3 separate regions of the Mus musculus genome follow, and all the other regions are linked to region 3. The links are chromatin contacts, called in public HiChIP or PLAC-seq maps. All regions are on one chromosome and are shown on one strand. The core of a region is the stretch at or near the end of the contact, and the rest is flanking DNA. Distances in the headings are between cores, read along the strand shown.

Evidence for each region. HiChIP or PLAC-seq counts read pairs in DNA pulled down with a chosen protein or histone mark.
Region 1: an H3K27ac HiChIP or PLAC-seq map of extraembryonic endoderm stem cells shows a contact between it and region 3. The contact joins two enhancer-like sites. A contact is called at or near these places in 2 of 39 promoter capture datasets (liver and neural stem cells), 18 of 484 Hi-C or Micro-C datasets (the Ba/F3 cell line, bone marrow-derived macrophages, cardiomyocytes and 12 more), 34 of 115 datasets of contacts at active chromatin or transcription factors (the HPC-7 cell line, astrocytes, bone marrow-derived macrophages and 21 more) and 4 of 9 other capture datasets (adipose tissue, bone marrow-derived macrophages, liver and 1 more).
Region 2: a contact with region 3 is called in an H3K27ac HiChIP or PLAC-seq map of embryonic stem cells, with 7 read pairs. The contact joins two enhancer-like sites. A contact is called at or near these places in 4 of 115 datasets of contacts at active chromatin or transcription factors (embryonic stem cells, epiblast stem cells and intestinal villus epithelium) and 3 of 9 other capture datasets (adipose tissue, liver and pancreatic islet).

What each region holds. Positions count from the first base shown.
Region 1 is chr16:33,945,683-33,949,417 of GRCm38.p6, forward strand. Itgb5 (integrin beta 5) reads left to right here. Exons shown (of 15, transcript NM_001145884.1): 13 at 809-928; 14 at 2,033-2,199; 15 at 2,975-3,656. The coding sequence ends at 3,070. Among named protein-coding and RNA genes, the nearest start is that of Umps, 19 kb to the right of the region's middle. Within about 2 kb of position 2,364, at least 12 of the 459 cell types and tissues checked have an H3K27ac peak or open chromatin away from gene starts, as enhancers often do. A contact at or near this core is called in extraembryonic endoderm stem cells, where this site is marked.
Region 2 is chr16:33,758,538-33,762,226 of GRCm38.p6, forward strand. Heg1 (heart development protein with EGF-like domains 1) reads left to right here. Exons shown (of 15, transcript NM_175256.5): 13 at 2,221-2,308. Among named protein-coding and RNA genes, the nearest start is that of Muc13, 34 kb to the right of the region's middle. Within about 2 kb of position 2,289, at least 36 of the 459 cell types and tissues checked have an H3K27ac peak or open chromatin away from gene starts, as enhancers often do. A contact at or near this core is called in embryonic stem cells, where this site is marked.
Region 3 is chr16:33,842,582-33,846,295 of GRCm38.p6, forward strand. Itgb5 (integrin beta 5) reads left to right here. Exons shown (of 15, transcript NM_001145884.1): 2 at 2,405-2,490. Among named protein-coding and RNA genes, the nearest start is that of Itgb5, 15 kb to the left of the region's middle. Within about 2 kb of position 1,695, at least 18 of the 459 cell types and tissues checked have an H3K27ac peak or open chromatin away from gene starts, as enhancers often do. A contact at or near this core is called in embryonic stem cells and extraembryonic endoderm stem cells, where this site is marked.

The DNA of each region.
Region 1 (3,735 bases), core at 1,114-3,613, 100 kb after region 3:
GAGGGGGACTGAGAAAACAGTTGGGCCATCATGTTTGGGAACCACGCCAGGTGTCCATCTACTTCCTAGCTGAAGCGCCTGTTGAAAAGATAGGAAAGGAAACACATTTAGTGTCGCAGCATTGACCTGTGGCTGTGGTTTGGGATGCTTGTACCCCTACGGCCTAACTTCCCTTTCTCCAACCTCTTTGCCTCCTAAAGATCAGTCCCTTTTCTGGGGTCCTGGTACCTGGACAGGACAGGGTCGAGGGCAGTGTGGGGAGAGAGGAGGATTATGACAGCCAAGGAAGGGGTTTGTCAGGAGTGAGACCTGTTATACACAGAGCTGGCCCTTTAATGGCCTGATCTCTGACAGTGTGGAGCGCCACCACACAGCAGCCTTTCATCCTCAAAGCCTCGCACCTTGAGTTCTAGCTCTCAAGGAAGAGCGACCTCTGGTCCTCTTTAGTCAACTCAGTCCGGCAGACTGGGCCAGGTTCCAAAAGCAGTCACTCACTCAGGCCTGCAGCATCCAGTTCTGTTCAACCGTGTCCACTCCTAACCATTGGAGACTTCTTTTATTTCATGTCACCACTAGCCAACACTTCAGAGGGTTGACAATCCTGATGGGATCCACATGTCCCCAAATCAATAAGCTCAGCCCTGGGTCTGTGATCTTGGTGTTAGAAATCTGAGCTCGTTTTAAAGCCCTGTGGCCTCTTGGAGTCTCCCATCTTTTCCTGCGGGGCTTGGCTTCCAACCCCATCCATGAGTGGTTCTAGTGCTACCCAGAGAGATGCTTAGGGTGTCTCTGCTTGCTTCTCTCCTAGTCAAAGATGACCAGGAGGCTGTGCTTTGCTTCTACAAAACTGCTAAGGACTGCGTTATGATGTTCAGCTACACAGAACTGCCCAATGGGAGGTCCAACTTGACGGTCCTCCGGGAGCCAGGTACGTGAGAGTCTGAGGGACCATCCTCGGCCCTGTTTCTTGTGCCAGTCCCTTTGTGGTGGTGCAAGCCTGTGAACCCAGCACTCTGGAAGGTAAAGACGGGGAGATGAGAGATTCAAGCCATTTAAAGGCCAGTCTGGGCTACTTGAGACTCCATCTCAAAGTACGTGTGTGGAGCACACTAGCAGAGCGCTGAGGCTGGGGCAGTGGGGCTTTGGGAACGATGCTGTGGGGGCTTACTGTGGAGGAAACCTCGAGTACTGAGTTAAAGGGTTTTGCAAGGTGCAAGGCAGCTGCTCCACCAGGGCAGCTAGGGGGTCCGTTAAGTTGAGGATTATCCAGTCCGTCTGACTGCTGCTATTTTCCCCAGTGGAGATTCCAAGGGCAGATGGAGCTCTGGGCCTAGCTTTCCTCCCTGCCGCCTGCTCAGTACCAACAATTCTATCTTGTGTTTGTTCTGGGCACCAGGACTAACGCCTGGGCCTCAAAGTGACTGGGACTCCAGCCATTTCAGTTTTTGGATTGGAGGAGGGAGTAGAAAAAGGTTTGTAGAGTCCAGGTCGCAGAGCCCAATTTGCAAGTTGAGCCCAATGCCCCAAACACTGTAATGCCTTCCTAGGCCAGAGACAGGAAGTGTAGCATCAACCCAGGGCGCTTGCCTGTGGCTTTGAGGCCTTGCTTTCAAGCCCTATCTTTGCTTAGAAATAAGCACATTTACTCCTTAGCGCTCTTTGCTAAGGGCTCAGAAATGCTTGACCTCAGACCAGGCCTTTCGGAAATGGTGCATGCTACCTCCTGCCTGCCTGGTTTGTTCCTGAAGCCTCCTGCCCTGGAGGTGGGCTAGGCTTGAGCCTCTGGGACACAGCCCAATAGAGGTATAGCCATTGATCAGGGGCCTCATTTCTGTCACGGCTTGGCTGTGTGACCTTGAAACAGTGACTGAATTCTCTGACTCTGTCTGTTCCTTGGGGAGACCTAGCTCAGCTTTCAGTCTCACTGAGGCAACATGAAGGGGGAATGGACAGAAGGGAGGGAGCAACTTTTCACCTCGGACATAACCAGGATGCTAACGGCTCTGCCCACCCGTCTCCTGGTCCCTTCCAGAATGTGGAAGTGCCCCCAATGCCATGACCATCCTGCTGGCTGTGGTTGGCAGCATCCTCCTGATTGGGATGGCACTCCTGGCCATCTGGAAGCTGCTCGTCACCATCCACGACCGCCGAGAGTTTGCCAAGTTCCAAAGTGAGCGCTCCAGGGCCCGTTATGAAATGGTAAGAGGGGGTGGTTAAAAAAGAGGTTGCTGGCTTAGAGCCAGGGTCAAAGGCTAAAAACAATCAATCAAACAAACAAAAAAAAGAGCTAGGTGTGGTAGTATTCACCTATAATCCCAGCTGCTTTGGAGGCTGAGACAGGAGTTTGAAGTTCAAAGCTTAGCCTGGGTTACTTACCAAGCCCTTGTCTGGAAATAAATGACCAAATTTTGAGTGTAGTTCAGTGGTAGTGTGCTTGCCTAGCATGCGCAGGGCTCTGGGCTCAATCCTCAGTATCACAGAGCAAACAAACCGACCTACCAACAATGAAGAGTCAACACCTTCAGTACTGAATAGGAGAATTACACACCTGGAAGACTCGAGGGGCGTGCAGATCCTGGTGCATGTTGGGACTGCTGAGGGTGAAGCGCCAGAGGCAGGCTCAGTGGGGAGTTGGACAGACACAGAGACGGAACCCAAGAAAAAAGCTCGAGCTCTCAGGCCTGGTTGGATGGTCACATGAGCAAGCCCTCTGCCCCGGGCACACGCAGGCTCAGAACAGAGCTCAGGGGAAGTACCCCTGACTCCCCAGAGTTAAGAGTCTGTCTGTTCAGGTTCCAGGGGACTTCTGGGGCTTTCTGCCTAAGCCCTGTATTCCACAGATGAAAAGTAAGAGCTCAGAGAAGGAAAGGGATTCCCCCAGAGCACAGAACAAGTCAGAAGCAGGCATCCCTGCAGGTGCTGGACGGGCCTGAGGCTGAACTAACACGTGTGCTCTCCTCTCTTGTGCTCGCAGGCCTCAAACCCCCTGTACAGAAAGCCCATCTCCACACACACTGTCGATTTCGCCTTCAACAAGTTCAACAAATCCTACAATGGCTCAGTGGACTGAGGCTCCTGGATGGCTGGAGGGGGACTAAGGATGAAGACTCTGGCGTGCCTTGGACTTCCTGGACCATTTGCTCACGCTAGCTAGGCACGCACGGATAATGGAGATGCCCTCCATTGAGCCCTAAGGGACCTGGTAGCCACACAGCGGGCCACAGGCACTTGGGGCCACTTCCCTCCAAGCCAGGGAAAGCAAGGAGACTCTGGTGTTCTCAGCTTCCCCTCTGCCGCCTCCAGCTTGCTGTCTCCATGAACCTCTGAAGGCCTGGCTGCCCTCTTCCCTGCTGGGCCAGACAAGAAGGTATCCGGAAGAGTCTGTGTGTACAAAGCTAGCGCGCAGCCTGGCTTTTTCCAGTTGATCGTTTTTTTTTCTATGAAATAAAAAGGTCACGCATTTATGGTGTAGATCTGATTACTGGTTCCCTGAGGGCTGTCTGCCTGGCATCTGTGGGTGTTGGTAGAATTGGGGAGTTGCCTGTTGAAAGTACATGCCTTGCAAATGTTAGGTTTTGCCCTCCGGTCTGTGTTTGTTTAGTGCTTTTGTAATGAAAAGGAAAGACTGGGAATGAAAAAGTAAGGATGGAAACCAAGCAACTTTGTGTTGGCTTTGTACATTCGGGCATGCGCCTCCTTTTCTGAGCGGTCTTGAGTAGCCCCAGTAGAGACTGG
Region 2 (3,689 bases), core at 1,039-3,538, 83 kb before region 3:
AAAATGAAAATAAGTAAGTAAATAAATAAGTAAGTAGAGCACTGGGAGCCACCAAAGTCTCTTAAAAGAAGAAACAGCAAGGTCAGACTTGCTGTCCAGAGAAGACATGACAGGAGCTCAGGGCAGAGCTGGTAGAGATGCCGGCTGGAAAGATGGTGTGGGGTTAAGTACACGAGCTGCTCTTCCAGAGGACTAGAGTTCAAGCCCCAACTTGGGTTGTTCACAACTCCCTGTAGCTCCAGCTCCTTGGGGTCTGCCACCCTCTTCTGGCACATACACAAAGCACACACAGACACACGCATACAAATATACAAATGATTTTTAAAAATTCTTTAAAAGGGATGGGGGTGAGGACTGAAGTGATGGCTTAGTGGTTAAGAGCACCAAGGTTCTATTCCCAGCACCCACATAATGGCTCACAACCATTCGTAACTCCAGTTTCAAGAAATCCAATGCCCATTTCTGATCTCCATGGTCAGTGATGCATAATATAGGTATCTATTAATTAAGTGCATAAAATAAATATTTTTTTTTTTAAAAATGAACAATGGCTACTTCGAAGAGGCTTGTCTTTTCACTCACGTGTGCACACGTGTGCACACACACTAATATATGAAATTGAAGATAATTATGTAAAAGTTATAATACAGCAGGAGTTGACACATACGAAGGATATCTGGACGCATATATCAGAGTCAAGGAAGAAGAGGGACACATCCCATGATTTGACCTTGTTCCCTCTATATTGCAGAACTAATCTTTTTCATAATAATCTGGCCTCTTTGTGGCTTGTTTAAATAAAAGGATAGATAAGGGGTGCATAGCTTATCGTCTGCATGTTCTACTCATAGCCCCTGATCTATGAGTTCATCCAGACAGGACAAGAGCAGGAGAGCTGTGCCATGGCCTTGACTTTATAACCATGCCTGCAGATCATGGATCAGTCTTAGAACACTTTAAAGAGTCTGGTTATGCCGGGCGTGGTGGTGCACTCCTTTAATCCCAGCACTCGGGAGGCAGAGGCAGGCGGATTTCTGAGTTCGAGGCCAGCATGGTCTACAAAGTGAGTTCCAGGACAGCCAGGGCTATACAGAGAAACCCTGTCTCAAAAAAAAAAAAAAAAAAAAAAAAGAGTCTGGTCGTTTGGGGCTAGAGAGATGGCTCAGTGGGAAAGAGCACAGGTCTGCTCTTACAGAGGATCTGGGTTCCACTCCCAGAATCTACGTGATGGCTCACAACCCTCTGTAACTGTCCCAGCGGATCCTGATGTCCTTACCTGGTCTCTTTGGTCACAGACAAATAGTTGAATAAAACATTGGTAATGAAATATAAAATGTGTATTTTTTTTAAAAAGAAAAAAATCTAGTTATTGGTCTTTCAAACTAGATCTTGTAACCTGAGAAACCAATTTTAATTTTATATCCATACAAAAATAGAAAATTTAATATAATCTATCATAAATTTTGCTACAATATACAGATATAAAACCCAACTAATTAGATATGTTAGCATTATTATATATAATATATGCTTCTATCAGTGCTAATTTCTGGTAATTAAATCAATGTATAAGGAGCCTCCTGTGTCTCTGGCATGCTTTACACAGTGAACCCAGACTCTGGACTTAGCAGACGTAACATTTCTTTTGAAATTGAAGAGTTTAACCTGTCTCTGTTCTGTTTTACCAAGTAAGACTCTAAAACTGAATCAAACATCTGGTGTTTTGTTTTGTTTTGTTGAAGCAGGGTCTCACTGTTGCCCTGGCTTGGCTGGAACTCACCATGCAGATCAGGCTGCCTCTGCCTCCAGGGTGAAGCACAAATCTTTATCTTCACTAATTACCATCAAGATAAAAAGTTAAATTTCCAGATGTATAATTTTCACGTGATAAAAAGCAAGCACCCAAGTGAGAGGGGGAATAAGAGTAAAGTCTTTCAGAACAGTTTGGGGAAACTTGATGGTTGCCTGTCTCTTTTCTGGTTTAGTGACGTCATTAGGATTGCTCTAGAGAAAGAAATTTGGAGCTGAAAGAGGGAATCCTCTCACTGCAAAGAAAGCAGAACTCTAGCCTTGGAGGATCTCTGGGCCAGAGAGCAGGCAGTGGGAGAGAGCAGCTAGGGCCATGCTGCGGAGGTGGGGTGGGTGGAGGCTTACTTAGGACTGAGGACCTCCTGCCAATCAGCCCTGTTTGTTTTTTTTTCCTTTGTCTTCTGTGTTTAGCCTATCAGCTCATCACTGTGGTGATCGCAGCCGCAGGAGGTGGCCTCTTGCTCATCCTGGGCGTGGCACTCATTGTTACCTGTTGCAGGTGAGTGGTGAGACCTCTCATTTAGATCCCCCTTTCAGGACCTGTGCTACTATGCGAAGGTGGATTCTGAACCTTGGGTAAACTAGCACTTGGGAGACTGAGGCAGAAGGAAGATGACTCTGAGGACAGCCTGGGTTTATAGCAGGTTCTAGGCAAGCCTGGACTACATAGTAAGACCCTGTCTCCAAAGCAACAAAATAAAAAGGACTTTATCAAAATCAAAAACAAACTCTGGAGCTGAGGACATGGCTCAGTTAGTAGAGCGCTTGCCTAGCGTGCGTGAAGCCCTGCGCATGCTCCGCGGCCATGCAGAACCAAAGAACAAAGCAAAGTGTCGTCCCTGCGCATGCTCCGCAGCCATGCAGAACTAAAGAACAAAGTGTTGTCCTCCTTATGATCCCAGCCCGGGATGGAAAGGCAAGAAGAATCAAGAATTCAAAATCATCCTTAGCTATAAAGCAAGTGCAAAGCCGGCCAGGAATACAGGCAGCTGTTTTGTTTTGTTTTGTTTTGTTTTTTTAAAATACAACCAAACTTGTTCACACACATTTTTAATCCCAGCACTCAGGAAGCAGAGACAGTTGGATCTCCTAGGTCAACCTAGTCTACATAGTGGGTTCCAGGTTCCCGGACAGCCAGGACTACGCAGCAAGAAGTGTCTTTAAATAAATAAATAACAGAAAATAAGGAATGTTGATGAGAATGTGGCAGAATTGGAGTCCTTAGGCACACATGGCTGGCAGGGATAGAAGAAAGAAAAGCAGCTTTGAATGTCTGGTAAACCCAGGACTCCCAGTCCCAGGAGATGCTTATGAGTCATCTACACAAGAACTTGGACCTGGGTATTCACAACAGTCCTATTCCTGAGAGTCAAAAGGGGGTGGGGAGGGGAGCAGTCCTAGCGCCTACGGGTACAAAACCCAGATGTGACAGAGCCACATTCTGTCAGCCACCGACTGACACATGTGAACCTTCAAACCCTTGTTCTCAGGGAAACGAGGCATCTCAAAAGATCATCTGAAGTGCGATAGGAATAGGAGTTATAAGAGTCTCTGCATCTAATTGAGACAGAAAGTAGGCCAGTGGGAATCTAGGGCAGAGGTCAGGGTGGAGAAGTTGGGCAACTGGGGTTGATTGATAAGGGGTCTGAGACTTCTGGAGGTGACAATGGTCACACCACTGTGAATATGTTTTAAAAAAAATTTTATGAGTACATTGTATGGTTTCGTCAGTCGTCTCAGAGCTGTGTGTGTACAGAGAGAAGCAGACAGAGGAAGGAAAGGAACTACCTGAACTATTTTAGCAGTAAAAAAGTAGGACCTTTTTTGGATGAACCTCAGCTCCAGGCTTCCTGCAATAGAGTTTCCATGAGGAAGGAAGG
Region 3 (3,714 bases), core at 445-2,944:
AGGGGAACGCGGGTCTTAATTGGATCCTTCTCATTCAGAGAAAAGCTCTGCTCTTGGCCAGAGGCTCTTTTTCTCAGAGGAAGGGAAAGATGGGCATGGGCAGGTTACCAAGGACACCTGTGCTGTTGGCGCAGGTGAGGAGGAAGGAGAGAGAGCCTTAGATTTCATCTCATTTCCACACTAAGACCTCTCCCCCAGCTCAGTGGGGGCTCATCTGGCTTTGAAGTTTCCTTCTAATACTAGCTTCGGATTTTTTGTTTTGTTTTCCGAGACAGGGTTTCTCTGTTTAACCCTGGCTGTCCTGGAACTCACTTTGTAGACCAGGCTGGCCTCAAACTCAGAGATCCGCCTGCCTCTGCCTCCCAAGTGCTCTGATATATATTTTTTTTAATGATCAAAAATGTGTGTTGAATTATTTTATTTTATTTATTTTTAAAAGTTTTTTGGCTTTGTTTTTTAAAAGATTTATTATTATATGTAAGTACACTGTAGCTGTCTTCAGACACCCCAGAAGAGGGCGTCAGATCTCACTATGGATGGTTGTGAGCCACCACGTGGTTGCTGGGAATTAAACTGGGGACCTCAGGAAGAGCAGTCAGTGCTCTTAACGCTGAGCCATCTCTCCAGCCCTAATTTTTTTAAAAAAGATTTTATTTATTTTATGTATATGAATACACTGTAACTGTCTTCAGACACACCAGAAGAGGGCATAGGATCCCATTACAGATGGTTGTGAGCCACTATGTGGTTGCTGAGAATTGAACTGAGGACCTCAGGAAGAAATTCAGTGTTCTTAACCCCTGAGCCATCTCTCCAGCCCATGAATGAATGAATTAATGAATTAATTTTAAAGTTTGTGAGTATTCCTTTATTTGGGGTGGGCTTGCATGCATACACCTTATTTGGAGTGAACCAGGGCTATATATCCCAAGAATTAATTTTTAAAAGTCATTTGTTGCAGGGTGGTGGTGGCTCACTCCTTTAATCCCAGCTCTCTGGAGGCAGAGGCAGGCGGATCTCTGTGAGTTAGAGGTCAGCCTGGGCTACGGAGTGAGTTCCAGGACAACCAAGCTACACAGCGAAACCCTGTCTCAAAAACAAACTCCTTTGAGGCATGGCCCCTCACAGAAGCTGAGGTAGGCTGGTAGTCAGCAAGCCCCAGCCATTTTCTTGTCTCTGCTTCCCCAACAGTGTTGGGGTTACAGCTGTGTGTGGCCTGGCCAGGCTTTTTAGGGATTTGAACTCCTGCTTCCTCTTCCTTCTGAGTCATCCTCACAGCCCCTGAATAACTGTCCCTTCCCTTTCCTACCCTTTTCCTTCCTTCCTTCCTCAATTCCTTCCTCAATTCCTTCCTTCCTTCCTTCCTTCCTTCCTTCCTTCCTTCCTTCCTACCTTCCTTCCTACCTTCCTTTCTCCCTCCCTCCCTCCCTCCCTCCGTTGATAAGGTCTCACTATGTAGCCCTGGCTAACAGGGAACTCACAGAGACCTGCCTGCCTCTAGAGTGCAGGGATAAAGGCACCACCACACCGAGTTTTGGGAAAAGTCTCCCTACATAGCTTAGCCAGTCTGGAAATAAATCCCTGTGTAGCTCAGGGCTGGTCTAGCTCCTGATTCTCCTGCCTCCTCCGAGTGACTACGCCCAGTGCTTTCTTTGTTACCTATTGGACACTGACAGGTTTTCCCTCCTTGGCCTGCTAGTAGATTTGCTGAATCAATGGCTCCCTTTATCTTACCAGTCTCTTGTTTCTCCACTAAGGGTGTGCGCCTGCTGGCCTTCTTTAAATAACTGTAGATTTTGATGAGTTAATATCCAGAGTAATTGGATTTGGGATTTCTTTCTTTTTTCTTTTTTCTCTTTTAACATCTAAATGAAACTGATCTCTTTTTTTACCACCACCCTATTTTTGGGTTCTCTGAGTGTAAGAAGACCTTTTCCATCATAAAGGGGAGCATTTGCTTACTAAAAGGGAAAAGAGAAGCCTCGTTGACCCAGCAGGAGCAGGAGTTGCTAACTAATGCACATGGTTAGCCGAGACTTCAGAGACTGCCTTAGCCCCAGCAAAACCTGAAGTTAGCACTGGGGTTCTTTATAGCCTCAGACCTGTTAAGGGAGTGACTCCCATGCTGGTCCTCACCGGGGCACTCTGAGACTTACTTCATTAGTCATGCTTTTAAATTTAATTTATTATTATTTATTATTATTATTAGGAAGGTCAGGGGAAGGCATCCTGTTCCTTGGAGCTGGTTGCAGGTGGTCGTGGGCTGCCTGATAGGAGTGCTGGGAACCAGGCTCTGGTTCTCTGAGAGAGCAGCAAGCGCTTTGGCTGAGCCCTCATCCCTCCTTCCCTGCCAATGATGTTTATAGCTAGAAACTGACTGATGGATTTTCATCTTGCTTTGAAGGGCTCAACATATGCACTAGTGGAAGTGCCACCTCGTGTGAAGAATGCCTGTTGATCCACCCAAAATGTGCCTGGTGCTCCAAAGAGGTATGTGTACTGGGGTGGGAGAGGGGAGGGGCAGAGTGGGTGGGACAAGAGCCACAGAACTTTCCATCAGAGGCTGATCAGGTGCTGGCTCATTCACCCGGCTCTGACTTGTTCTAGATGTTTGCGTACGAGGTTGTACTGAATAATCACCTCTTTAGCCCATCACCTTACCTCTCCAGGTTTTTCGTTTTGTTGTTGTTGTTTTTTTTGTTTTTAAAATATGAGACAGTCTTACTAAGTTGTCTGGGCTGGCTTTGAATTTGCTCTCTAGCCTAGGCAAGTCTTGAATTTACACTCCTCCTGCGCCTGTATTTCCAGCACCTGTGCTGCTAGGCCAGCCTCAAGGGTTTCTTTTCTGGGTTCTTTCCTTGTTTTGTTTGTGCGTGGTACTGAGGATTGAACCTAAGGTGTTATGCACGTTAGGCAAGCGCTTTAACCCTGCGGGACGTTTTGTCCTCTTTTGACTGAGTTGCTCACAGGGTTAGGGATTGATTCCGGGGGCCTTGATCTACACTGAGCTGCACTCCCAGGCTATACGTTCTGGTCTCTTTGTAGTGTTGAGTGTTAATCCTATTTGGAGAAACCAGACTCTGTTCTCTTTTGTGTGAGAACCAGATAGGACTCAGCTATAGTCTCCTGATCTTTGGCTAAGCATTCTGAGGAAGACAGGAGCTTGTGAAGTGAGTTTCTTGTGTAACAATTCAAAGTAGGCTTGGGCTGGTGGTGTCTGTAAATACCATAAAGGAAAATAATGGCTCTTCCTTTAAAGGAAGTTTAAGAAAAAAAAAAGTTTATTCTGAGTCCCTGTGGCCTGGGAACAAGGATTCCAGTATGTTCTACCCTGGATAAGTTAAAGGAAGTTTTGTAGTTACAGAACAAAAGGAAGTCAGACATATATCTGCTGCTAACATTGGTGAGAGCATCAGCAGGTTCTACTGTAAAGCTGGGGAGTCTCTTTAACAGGTTTTCTTCCTTATGTTCTTCTGTCTGTCTGTCTGTCTGTCTATCTCTCTCTTTTTTTTTTTTCCTTTTTTTCCAGACAGGGTTTCTCTATTTAGCTTTGGCTATCCTGGAACTTGCTCTGTAGACCAGGTTGGCCTCAAACTCACAGAGACCTGCATGCCTCTGTGTATGTGTGTATGTGTGTGTGGGGGTACCAATGTCGGGCTTCTTTTTAAACTTTTAATTAGACAGGAACTCATTGTATAGCTCTGGCTATTCTGG